2 separate regions of the Rattus norvegicus genome follow, and region 1 is linked to region 2. A link is a contact called in public Hi-C data. All regions are on one chromosome and are shown on one strand. Each heading gives the region's core, a stretch centred on a gene start, on an enhancer-like site or on the middle of the called end of the contact. The rest is flanking DNA. Distances are from core to core; before and after follow the strand shown. Region 1 has its middle 72 kb from the start of Rpa1. Region 2 holds the start of Dph1 (diphthamide biosynthesis 1).

What was found. Hi-C and Micro-C count contacts between places; a contact is called where the count stands out from the background.
Region 1: a Hi-C map of liver shows a contact between it and region 2, with 4 times the contacts expected there. The contact joins the enhancer-like site here to the promoter of Dph1 in region 2. A contact is called at or near these places in 12 of 12 Hi-C or Micro-C datasets (the A7r5 cell line, the Rat2 cell line, Schwann cells and 7 more) and 1 of 1 datasets of contacts at active chromatin or transcription factors (oligodendrocytes).

What each region holds. Positions count from the first base shown.
Region 1 is chr10:60,623,549-60,628,492 of GRCr8, reverse strand. No RefSeq gene overlaps it. Among named protein-coding and RNA genes, the nearest start is that of Rpa1, 72 kb to the left of the region's middle. Within about 2 kb of position 1,937, at least 19 of the 93 cell types and tissues checked have an H3K27ac peak or open chromatin away from gene starts, as enhancers often do. A contact at or near this core is called in Schwann cells, hepatocytes and liver, where this site is marked.
Region 2 is chr10:60,533,997-60,539,718 of GRCr8, reverse strand. Dph1 (diphthamide biosynthesis 1) reads left to right here and starts at 1,617. Exons shown (of 13, transcript NM_001105809.2): 1 at 1,617-1,685; 2 at 4,522-4,674; 3 at 4,801-4,864. The coding sequence starts at 1,625.

The sequences.
Region 1 (4,944 bases), core at 688-3,187, 88 kb before region 2:
GAGGGCTTTGTCTCCTCTGTATCTGAAAACTGTATGAGCTCATGGAGCAGGAAAAAAATTATTTTAATCATTCCCACTCTTGTTTGGGGGAGCGGAAGGATCCAAGAGTGAGCAGAAGATTCTAACCTTCCCTGGTCCCCAGCCTCGCCTGATTGAGGGAAATGCATTGTCTGTGTGGAATCCTGAGGCCAAGAGCTTTCCATTTCGTGAAAGCATGGATCTGTCACTGCTTCATCGGAAGGATCCTGCTGTCCATGAGTCCCCCGGAAGGAAGAGTTCAGCCCAGGAGATGACCTGAGGCAGTTTCTTGTGCAGGTGCTTCAGAGGCTGAGGTTTGCAAATGGTCAGAAACAAAGGCTTCCTCCCTTCTGTCCCAGGTCTGGATTCTCCTCAGTTGGGGAATGGAAAGCTGGGCCATGTTAAAGTTCAGAAGGGTAGGCAACGACTCTCTGGAGGGTCCTCCCATTCACCTCACACCTGGGCTCTCCTAAACCATACAGTTCTTGGGGCATCTAAGAATGGGAGTTGAGAGCCTGCAAGTTGCCATGAGAGCTCTGTCATGTGGGTTTCCAAGGAGCCACTGAACAGAGGAAACTGCCTTCAGTGTCCCTAAAGACCAATTTCCTCCAGGCCAGCATGTGTGGAGAACCTCCACCAAATCCCAGTGGCCTCTCTCCGACGGTAGGCATGACAGACTGCAAACACAGCACCTCTAGGCACTCAGGGAAGGAGGGGTGCCCGAAACGTCTGGCTCCTCACCGTGGGGTGGCACAGCTGGCTATGGCTGCCTGGCCACCCCCTCCTGCCCCTTGTTGGATGAAGAGAGAGAAGAGAGATATCTGTCCAGCTCTTCCCAGTTACTTAGCCTGAAGCCGTAGCACTGGGTCTCTCAGCTATATTGGGTAAGCCGTGGGGGTGGGGGTGGGGGTCAGTTAGTGTAGTGGCAGGGACCTTGTGGCCATTGCCTTGTGTTCTCTGCTCTCTCTCTCTCTCTCTCTCTCTCTCTCTCTCTCTCTCTCTCTCTCTCTCTCTCCTCCCCCTCCTCTTTTTTCTCACTCAGCCACTCTGCTGAATTCTGCATTGACATCAGCACTTCCAAAAACAACAACAGAAGAAAGTAGGTCAAGCCAGATCAGAGCTGGCCCTGGGTGGCGGCTGAGTCTGGGGTACAGCCTATTGCATGGAGAGTACAGGAGCATCCCAGAACTCTGTGCCTGCTGTCTTGCAATGTCCTTGGTCCCTCACACCCATACCTTTAGGGGATGTGCTAGCTTGAGTGTTGGCACATAAACTCCTGGAGAAGCCAGGTTGGGGTTTCTGCACTGTGAGCAACACCTCTCCACACACACAGTCCCTCTGGTCCTAATAAAGCTTTGAGAATCAGGAGGCCTGGGGTGCACACACCTCATTTTGAGAGTGAGAAGCCAGCCTCCACAAACCACATGTTCGTTGACACACATGCGTGCACAGACCCATAACCCCTCTTTCTCTAGGGCTTTAAGCCGAATATTGCCTCTGCTCTATGTGACCATGGAACTCCCGCTCTACTTGAAAGATTACCCAACACGCTAATTGGGACTCCTGCTATGATTAAAAAGAAATTTCCGATTAGAGCCACCACGCTGTAGAGCTTGGGAAGAAAACAGCTCTTTAGAAACACAGCAGGGGCACACTTCCGGGTTGTGTTGCGGTTTGGAGCTTTTTTTTTTTTTTTTTTTCTTTCCCCTTCTAACGTCGAGAACCTGCATCTTGCTGTTATTTTGCCTAGGTCAAGTCAAGTGAAGACAGTTACAGGTGAGTCCCAAAGCATCAAAGAGAGGGGCCACCTGCCGAGAGAGATAAAACGGCAGGCTTTCCCCCAGCTTTTTCTTGTGAGCGGCGCTAACGGAGCAGTTTCTGCACAGCTAGGTCCCGCCCTGCCGGCACCTTTGGCCTCCTGATTGGCAGATGCCACGATCGGTCTGGGTCAGTCGTTGCCTGGAATAAAGTTTTTCTAAGCAGTGGAGGGCGAGCAACACATTTCAATCTGGCTTTCCGAAGCGATTAGCTCCTAGTGCTGGCTGTCCCCAGAGAGATTGGGGGAGGGGAGGGCAAGAGCTGTGGTCAGTCAAAGGCAGACATTTCTGAATGGTTCCACTCCTAGAGTTCAGCTCATCCCTGCTTTTAGATTTCATTAGCTTGAGGAGGAAGCCCACCTCCCATCCCATCCTTTCAACTCCCCTGAGCATCCTACCTTTTAAAGCAACATCAGAATAAGTATCGCCACCTCTTTTCTACCCTAGCCAAAAGCCCTCTACACCCATCCTCTAGTTAAGATTTTAAAACTTTGATATTGAACCCAGACCTTTCTAAAAGGGAGCCATTTGACTTTATGTAAATAAAGTATCTCCTTAATATCGACTTCATTAAAAGACCCAAGAAAAGAACATCCGTGTTTGCTGATGGAAGAGTATAATTGTCTTTAAGGGTAATTGGCTAGTTATTGAGAATAATTGTCTGCAAATGATGGGAAGACAGGTAATAGAGGGGGAAAGACTCCAGGTGAAAGGGCCGGCCACGGCTAACAGCCTGGATTGGAATGCAAAGGGGTTGGGCTGGCAAGAGAAAAGGCAAGAACTGCAGACTTCCCAATCACCATTTACTGAGTCCCGAGATCCCACAGAAGAGTAAACTCCCAGAAATAATTTGAAGGGGCTACTCTGTGTGCATTCATGTACACACACACACACACACACACACACACACACACACACAGAGAGAGAGAGAGAGAGAGAGAGAGAGAGAGAGAGAGAGAGGCGCCAAGGCATGGCCACCACTATGTTTCAGTGCTATTAGTTTATAAGAGAAATTTCTTTTTATAACATCTCTGTTCCCCCAACAACATATAAAGATGCACTTTCTGAATAAAGGATTAGCTTTAGATTGAATAAATCTGGCTTAATGAAAAGCCCACTGCATTAGTGTTTCATTGCAAATCAGCAGAAATCATAATCACAGGCTCCCCTTGTCTTCAGATAAGCGGTCGGAAAACACTGGCTGGGGCTTTGCGTCCCCAGTCGCACAGCAGGCATGGAAAGGAGCAGAGTGCCTGGTCTTGGATAGGCTGCTGTTGTCTGGCTATGCTCCCATCCCCCTTCCCATCAGTTTCCACCGTGTGTGTGTGTGTGTGTGTGTGTGTGTGTGTGTGTGTGTGTGGCGTGGGGGTGGGGGGCATTTTGGTCTACATCAAATGTGACCTGGGCATGCTGATGGCTCCGTGTAATTCTACCATAAGACGTGAGGAAGGCTGAGGCAGGAAGGTTGAGAGTTTAACAGCAGTCAGAGCTATACTTAGTTTGAGTGTGTGTGTGTGTGTGTGTGTGTGTGTGTGTGTGTGTGTGTGTGTTTGGGTTTAGTTTGGTTTAGTTTCAATTTTTGAGAGTCTCACTATGTAGCTCAGGCTGTCCTTGAACTCACAAAGATCTCTTGTCTCTGCCTTCCAAGTGCTGAGATTAAAGGTATAAACCACCATACCTGGCCCCTTTCTTCTATCTATCTCTCTATCTCTCTATCTCTCTATCTCTATCTATCTATCTATCTATCTATCTATCTATCTATCTATCTATCTATATATCATCTATGTGTCTGTGTGTATATGTCCCAGAGCCTATGTGGTGGTCCTAAAACAATCCTCAGAACTTGGCTTTCTCCAATACTTGGATCAAACTTAAACCATCAGGCATGGCGGCAAGTGTGTTTACACACTGAACTATCTTTGACCCCATGGCCCAGCATCTTCCGTGGGTGCTGGGGATACAAATGTGTGTTTTATGTTTACAGAACAAGCACTTCACCAACTAAGTCATTTCTCTAGCCCCATCCTTACTCCCTTCAAGTGTTATTTCCCCCAACCTAGGGCCAAAGCTAGAGCAATATCCACGCCCTAACAAACGGTCTGCCAAGCCTCTCCCCTTTCTCCTCTTCCCTTCCCTTCCTCCCTTCCTCCCTTCCTTCCTTTGTGAGACAGGTCATTACTATGTATCCCAAGCTAGCCTTGAACCTGCGATGTGGCTCAGGCTGGCTTTGAACTCACAGCTGTCCTCTTACTTCAGCTTCCCAAGCACTGGGATTATAGACCTCTGCTACCATGCCTGGCAAGTTTTTCTTTTCTTTTCTTTTCTTTTTTTCTTTTTTTCGGAGCTGGGGACCAAACCCAGGGCCTTGCACGTGCTAGGCAAGCGCTCTACCGCTGAGCTAAATCCCCAACCCGCCTGGCAAGTTTTTCAAGTGAACAAAAACAATAAAAAGAAAATAAAAATTCCTAGAACAGTTGCAGGACTCACAAAAGCTTTGGAAGGAGACTAAAAATGGACTTAAAAAAAATGCTTGAAGCACAAAGAGTTGTTGAAAGAAGAGAGAAGAGGGAAAGTTAGCTTAGTAGGTAGAAGCCAGTCAAGCCTGACACCCTGAGTTCAGTTCCTGGCCCCGTGGTAGAAGGAGAAAAGCAATACCCAAACATTGGCCTCTGACCTCCACACACGCGTGCACACACACAAACAGAAGCCCTTGGAGAGGGAAGTCCTAGATATCTCATTGAAGAAGTTCTACCAGGCCCTGTGGTCAGCCATTTTATTTTTCCTTTGTGGCTCGGAGGATGGACCCAGAGCCTGGCACACCCAGACTCTCTTCATCAGTGCCAAGGAAGCCTTTGCCCTCCCTTACTTTTACAGGGTGACAGCCTCATGGTGTCCTGGAAGAGGAAACATGTGCCTTCTCTCTGTTGCCCATTCTGGACATCTAAAACAATTAACCCAGGTCTCATAGAAACCAGGACCTGGCCTTAGTTGCTCAGAGACAAGAGACACCTCAGCCTGTTGGGAACTTCCTGTCACTGTGCCTCTACTCTTGGTGGGAAAGGCAGAAGAACTCTTGCCAGCTCTTTCTGTCACCTGAGCTGGAGGTCCC
Region 2 (5,722 bases), core at 368-2,867:
GGAGGGCTGGATGCTGACTTGGAGTCCAGCCAGGGGATGGGGGTGGCTGCCGGTGGGTGTTGTGGTGTAATGGGGGAGGGGGTTCCACTGAGCCTGACTTCTCATCAGGCAGTCATTACTCAGAGTGCTGAGTAACTCAGGAAGGGGGACCCTCACGGACAGATGGAAATGTCCTCAGCCCAAGCTGATTGACAGGTACTAATGTCCTGTTCCTCAGCAAGGTCTTAGGGACACCACCATCATGGGTTTGCACTGCAGTTTTCCTCTGTATCACCTAGTTTCCTAAGTAGGGGCAGGGCTGCTGGTGTGTGACAGAAGCTATACAGCAATGTGAGTCAATAGGGCAGACCTTTAACCAGGTAAAGGTCCCAGGAGATGAGGCAGCTGCTGGGGAGAAGCCACTGGGCCATTGGCACCAATCTTTCCACCATAGAACTTGAAGCTAAAGCCAGACCGGAAGCTGTCCACAGGCAGGCTAGGCTTTGGTGTGCAGAGGTGGCAGAGTGGGCTCCAGGATGCACTGAGGGGTAGGGATGTCCAGAGAAGCTGGGAGAAGCATAGGCTGGACTCTTAAGGTGAATGATTATTCCCTGATGAGCACATTCTGGGTCAAGCTGTGCCTGTCTTAAGAGTCACAGAGACTGAAGGGGCATTGACCCTTTCCATCCCTTCCTTGGCTGCTCATTCCCAGTCTGCCTTGCTCTCTCCTCTGAGCAGCCTCTTAGGCAAAGCCTGTACCTGGCTGCTTGTTTTTACATCTCTCTGCACCTTAATTAGGGGTTTCCAAGCAGGGAGGGCCTCCAGGGGAGCCTGAGGCCACAGAGCTGTCTTAAAGGGACAGCTGTGCTCACCACTGCAGAGAGGAGGATGGGAGTGGGGGTTCAGAGTGTTGGTGACCGTGTTGCAGAAGGCTGAAGGTAAGCCCTGCAGGTGCTTTGTTCTTCCAAAGGTCAAGTCTGTCTTGCTGACTGCTCTGACTTCTCTTTGGGGTCCCAGGAGTGCTGTCCACTGATCAGGAAAAAGGCTATAGCCTGAAGGACAGACTAGAGAGGGCAAAGGCTTGTCAGGACCCAGGAGGTTTAGGGAATTGAAGCCTCAAGCTGCCCTGTCCTTCCAAGAAAGCTTTTTCAGTTTCCAGTTTCTCCCTTGAGTACCAGCTTCCTCCATGTCGACCCTCCACACGATGGGTACACAGAAATCCGCACCAAGCTGGTAGGCGTTAAGGCTCCATCTTGTTGGGACAGCAGAGTCCTCTGAGGTAGAGAATGTGCCCATGTCAGCTGACAGACTACACCTTACAAGGAAAGAAATAGAGTGAAGGTGGGGAACAACAGGGAGGCCGGCAGAACTCCTTTAGGTACACTCATCTGGGACTAACAGCTTTGAACTAGGCTATTGAAGAGCGTGGGAACAAAGGGGACCACTAGGGGACGCAGAGAGGCTTGAGAGTCCAGACCTTTTGTACCAACCAGTGCCCATTGTAGCACCGCCCTCATCTCCTTTTAGTCTCCGCCCTCCTGGAATCTCCGCCCTCTGCTCGGTAGCTCCGCGGTCGATTGTGCTGTCTGCACTCTCCGCACTCTTCCGGCGCTGCCTTTTTGTTCCCCACGTGGGCTCTTGAGTGATGGCGGCGCTGGTTGTGCCCGAGACTTCCGAGCCAGGAAGCCGAGTCGGCCCTGGCAGAGGTGGGTGCTGCAACGCTGTGGCCTCCAGACCTCGCATCTCTGGTGGGACCCCCCCAGGTCAGGGACAGGGCGGGAGATGACTCCTTTTTCCTTGAGACGCGAGGGTGTCGTACTGTTATAAGTTCTGAGCTCTCATCACCGGAGACCCAGGGACTGGTCTTTTCCTCGGAAATACAAAAACTGTCCCTCCTGGGAGTTTACTTTCCTCAAGGCGGAACTACGCCCTATCCCAGCTAGTAGACAGACCCCAGAAGAGTGATGGGATAGGACAGATCCGACCGGAGGGAAGGAGGGACCACATTCCGTTTTACAAGCGGACTCGGAGGATATGTTTTTATTTATGGGAAGAGGAGCTTGGTGTCCTTTACCAGGCACTAGCCGGCGCCCAGTAAATTTCAGCCTTGTGCTAGGTGTAGAGTACTATCCTGGCCCAAAGATCTCAACTGGAGGGGCGGGGAAGGAGGAGGTGCCTACTGCTCTTCTGTGTGCCCAAAAGCCCACAAGAAATTTGGACCTGTCTGAAGAGATTCTGTAGGGAAGCCGACGTGTCTAAGCTCGTTGTCCAAGGCCATGAAACTGACCCAACGCTTAACAGTATTAGTATTACTATTAATAATGTCAGGACTCCAGCTTTCCAGGTAATAGAGTTCTTCAACGCACCCCTCTACCATAGTAGATAAAAGCACAGGTCTGGGAGGACCCCTCCTATCATAGGGGCCCTAGCAAGAGGTTCTTGTACATGATACAGTTTCTGTAGGTACGGGATGATTAAATTTGTCTTTTCCCAACTTTTTGGTTCCTGGTGAGATATTGTTGGGTAGAGTGGGAAGTCCAGGATAACGCCTTGCTGAACGGCCTCAGTTTTTTTGTTTTTTTGTTTTTGTTTTTGTTTTTGTTTTTTTTTTGATATAGGTTTACTCTACGTAGCCCTGACTGAAGATCAGGTTGAGCTGCAACTCCCAGAGACCCACCTGCCTCTGCTTCCCAAGTGCACAGATCAAAGGCGTGTACCACCACTGCCTGACAAACAAAAAAATGAATTAGAAAAAATTTTAGCATTTATTTATTTTACAGTCTGTGTCACAGTGCCTGTGGAAGTCAAAGGGTGACTAGTGGAGTGAATTACCTCCCTCCATGTGGAAGGTTGCACAGGGTTGGAGCATAGGTCCTGAGCCATCCCCCTGGTTTTAGTAGTCTCTGTTTAGGGCATATTTGTATATCCTTGCTCAGGTTAGAGTGTTAACTCCTAAGGTGTAAGGTCCCCTTTGTCCTTATCTGTCCATCAGCACACTAAAGTGTGTTCTTTCTGGCCTACTTAGGTTGAACATAAGGACTAAGAAGTAGGGAACTTACTAAATCAACTCATATTTCCTTTTAGTTAAAAAGTCAGATGTGTTTGTCTTTTGTCTTAGTATTTGTGTGTGTACTAGAAGTGGTTGGAAGAGAGTTTCAGACTTCTCTGGAGCTGGAAATCAAACTCTGGTCCTCAAGAAAAGCAGCAAGTTTCCAAGATCTGAACTGCCCCACTTACCAATTGTGGCTGTTTTGAGACAGGGTCTCAAACATGGTGGCCTAGACGTCCACCATTAACACCACCACCACCAAAATTTAAAAATTACACACACACACACACACACACACACAGAGAGAGAGAGAGAGAGAGAGAGAGAGAGAGAGAGAGAGAGCGCGAGAGAGCATGCATGCATGCACTCACACAGATTCACACTGACAGCACACACATACATACCACTGGGGATTGCTAAGCAAGTAGTCTGAGCTATACAACTAAGCTTCATTGTACCCAAGCCAGCTAAATCGTGTGTGTGTGTGTGTGTGTGTGTGTGTGTGTGTGTGTGTGTGTGTGTGTGTTTGTAGATGCCTGATGGAGCTGGCGTTGCAGGCTGCTGTCAGTAACAAGTGCTTGTAAAAGCTGAACTGTCTCTTCCACACCTCACCTTTATTTTTAATTCAGTCTGTCACCTAAACTAGAGCTCATTGATTGGGCTAGATCGGGTGTCCAGCAAGTCTCAGCACTGGGATTACAGGCCTGCTGTGGTGACCAGCTTTTTGCATGGGTTCTGGAGAGCTGAACTTAGGTCCTCATGTTGTGTGACAAGCACTTTACCTTTTCTTCACCTCCAATTTTTGTGAGGGATTTTCTTTTTTGAGGTAGGATCTCACTGTGTAGCTCTGAGTAGCCTGGAACTTGCTACGTAGAACAGGTTAGCCTCAGACTCAGAGATATTTTAAAAGAAAAAAGCTCTGAGTGCTCTGTTTGCATGTATGCCTGTGGACAGAAGAGGGTGTCAGATCCCATTGCAGATGGTAGTGAGCCACTGTGGGTTTTGCAAATCGAACTCAGCATCTCTGGAAGAACAGCCAGTGAGTGCTCTTAACTGCTGAGCCATCTCCCCAGCCCAGATTTTTTTTGGGGGGTGGAAGTGGGGGGGGGTGGGGGGAGAACAAAATCTTGTTGACTTTACTGATCTTGACATCTTGGGATCATAGATGTGCGTACCATGCCTGACTTTATTGTTCCTTTAAATGAGGAAAGGGACAAAGGCATGGATTAAGCAACTTGGGCCAAATCAGTGGGACCCTTTTGCTATTTGGTCTGTTTTGTGTCATCTCTAGTCCTGAAGAGTGAGCCATACCCCCATTTATGACTGCTTGTAATCTCACAGCATAGAAGCTCCCCCCACCCCCCACCCCCATGGTTTATGGATATCCTTTGTGTGTGGAATCTGGGCCTTCAATTTAGAGTTAACAGATTAAGTGGTTCTGGCTGCCCTGTGGTCTAGGGCAGATGCAGACTCAGGCCTTAATGTTTTTCTAGGTCGCATCTCTCGGGGCCGACTGGCCAATCAGATCCCCCCTGAGATCCTGAACAGTCCCCAGCTACAGGCCGCTGTCCATGCCCTGCCTTCTAACTACAACTTTGAGATCCCCAAGACCATCTGGAGGATCCAGCAAGCCCAGGCCAAGAAGGGTGAGCCCTCAAACGGTGGAGATGTGAGGTTGGAAAGGGTGCCTGCCCAGATGTGGGGCCATGTCCTGTCCCAGCCTCTTCTAGCTCTCTGCCTCCCCCCCCCCCCCCTCTCTTTTTGTCTTGCAGTGGCCTTACAAATGCCAGAAGGCCTCCTGCTCTTTGCCTGCACCATTGTGGATATCTTGGAAAGGTGAGACTTGGGTGCTGGAGAGCAAGCCGAGCCTTTGCCCATCATAACTATACCTGTTGGCATCAGTTTTCTCTTCTGGACCACTGGCTAAGCCCCAAGCCTCCTACAAACATGTATATCCACACAAAGGAAAAGTCTTGAAACAAAATTCCCAGGTTGCTGAGAACCTGGTCTGTCCGTTTCCCTTCTTCCCCTATATAGCCTGAGCAAGGGCAAAGAAGTCAACCTCCCTTTCTAGGCCAGAGCAGATGGTAGCATCTGGGAGGAGCCCAAGAAAACTCTGAATGGGTGAGGGTCTGTCTGCCAAGGGTTGGGCCCAGTGGAGGATGAGAGGCTTGAGGAGGGTGCTCAGTTTGGGTGGGAGGAGGTGGGTGGCAGAGGTGAGCGATATTCAGTTCCTCTGCCCCCTCCTAATTTCTTCATGACAATGAACCATTGCTGGGGGTTGGGGGGAGCAGTGCTCAGCCATCTGGAACCAGCATGAGCACAGGGAGGGGGGATGCAGAAAGGGGAGGTCATCTCATGCTGGGAACCTCCCACTTCCCTGCTGCTGCCCTCACCCTTCTCCCTCCCTACCACCACAGACCCACTTCCCTGCTCCCACCCTCTTGCCCCTTGGGGATGCTCTCTGGGGCTCAGGCCAATTTGCATACATTTTAATCTATAAAAAATTAAGTGCTCTGGCTGACTCAGAGCCTGGGCTGCATTCTAAGGAGCTGAATAATCTGCTTCTGTGCACAGCCTGATTTGGGGAAGGGGGTGGAGGAGGGGGGCAGACTGGCAGCAGTTCAGCCTCCTCCACTGCACCCCAGAGGAAGAACGGGGGCACCCACTTACAGAGCCAGCATCTATGCCCAG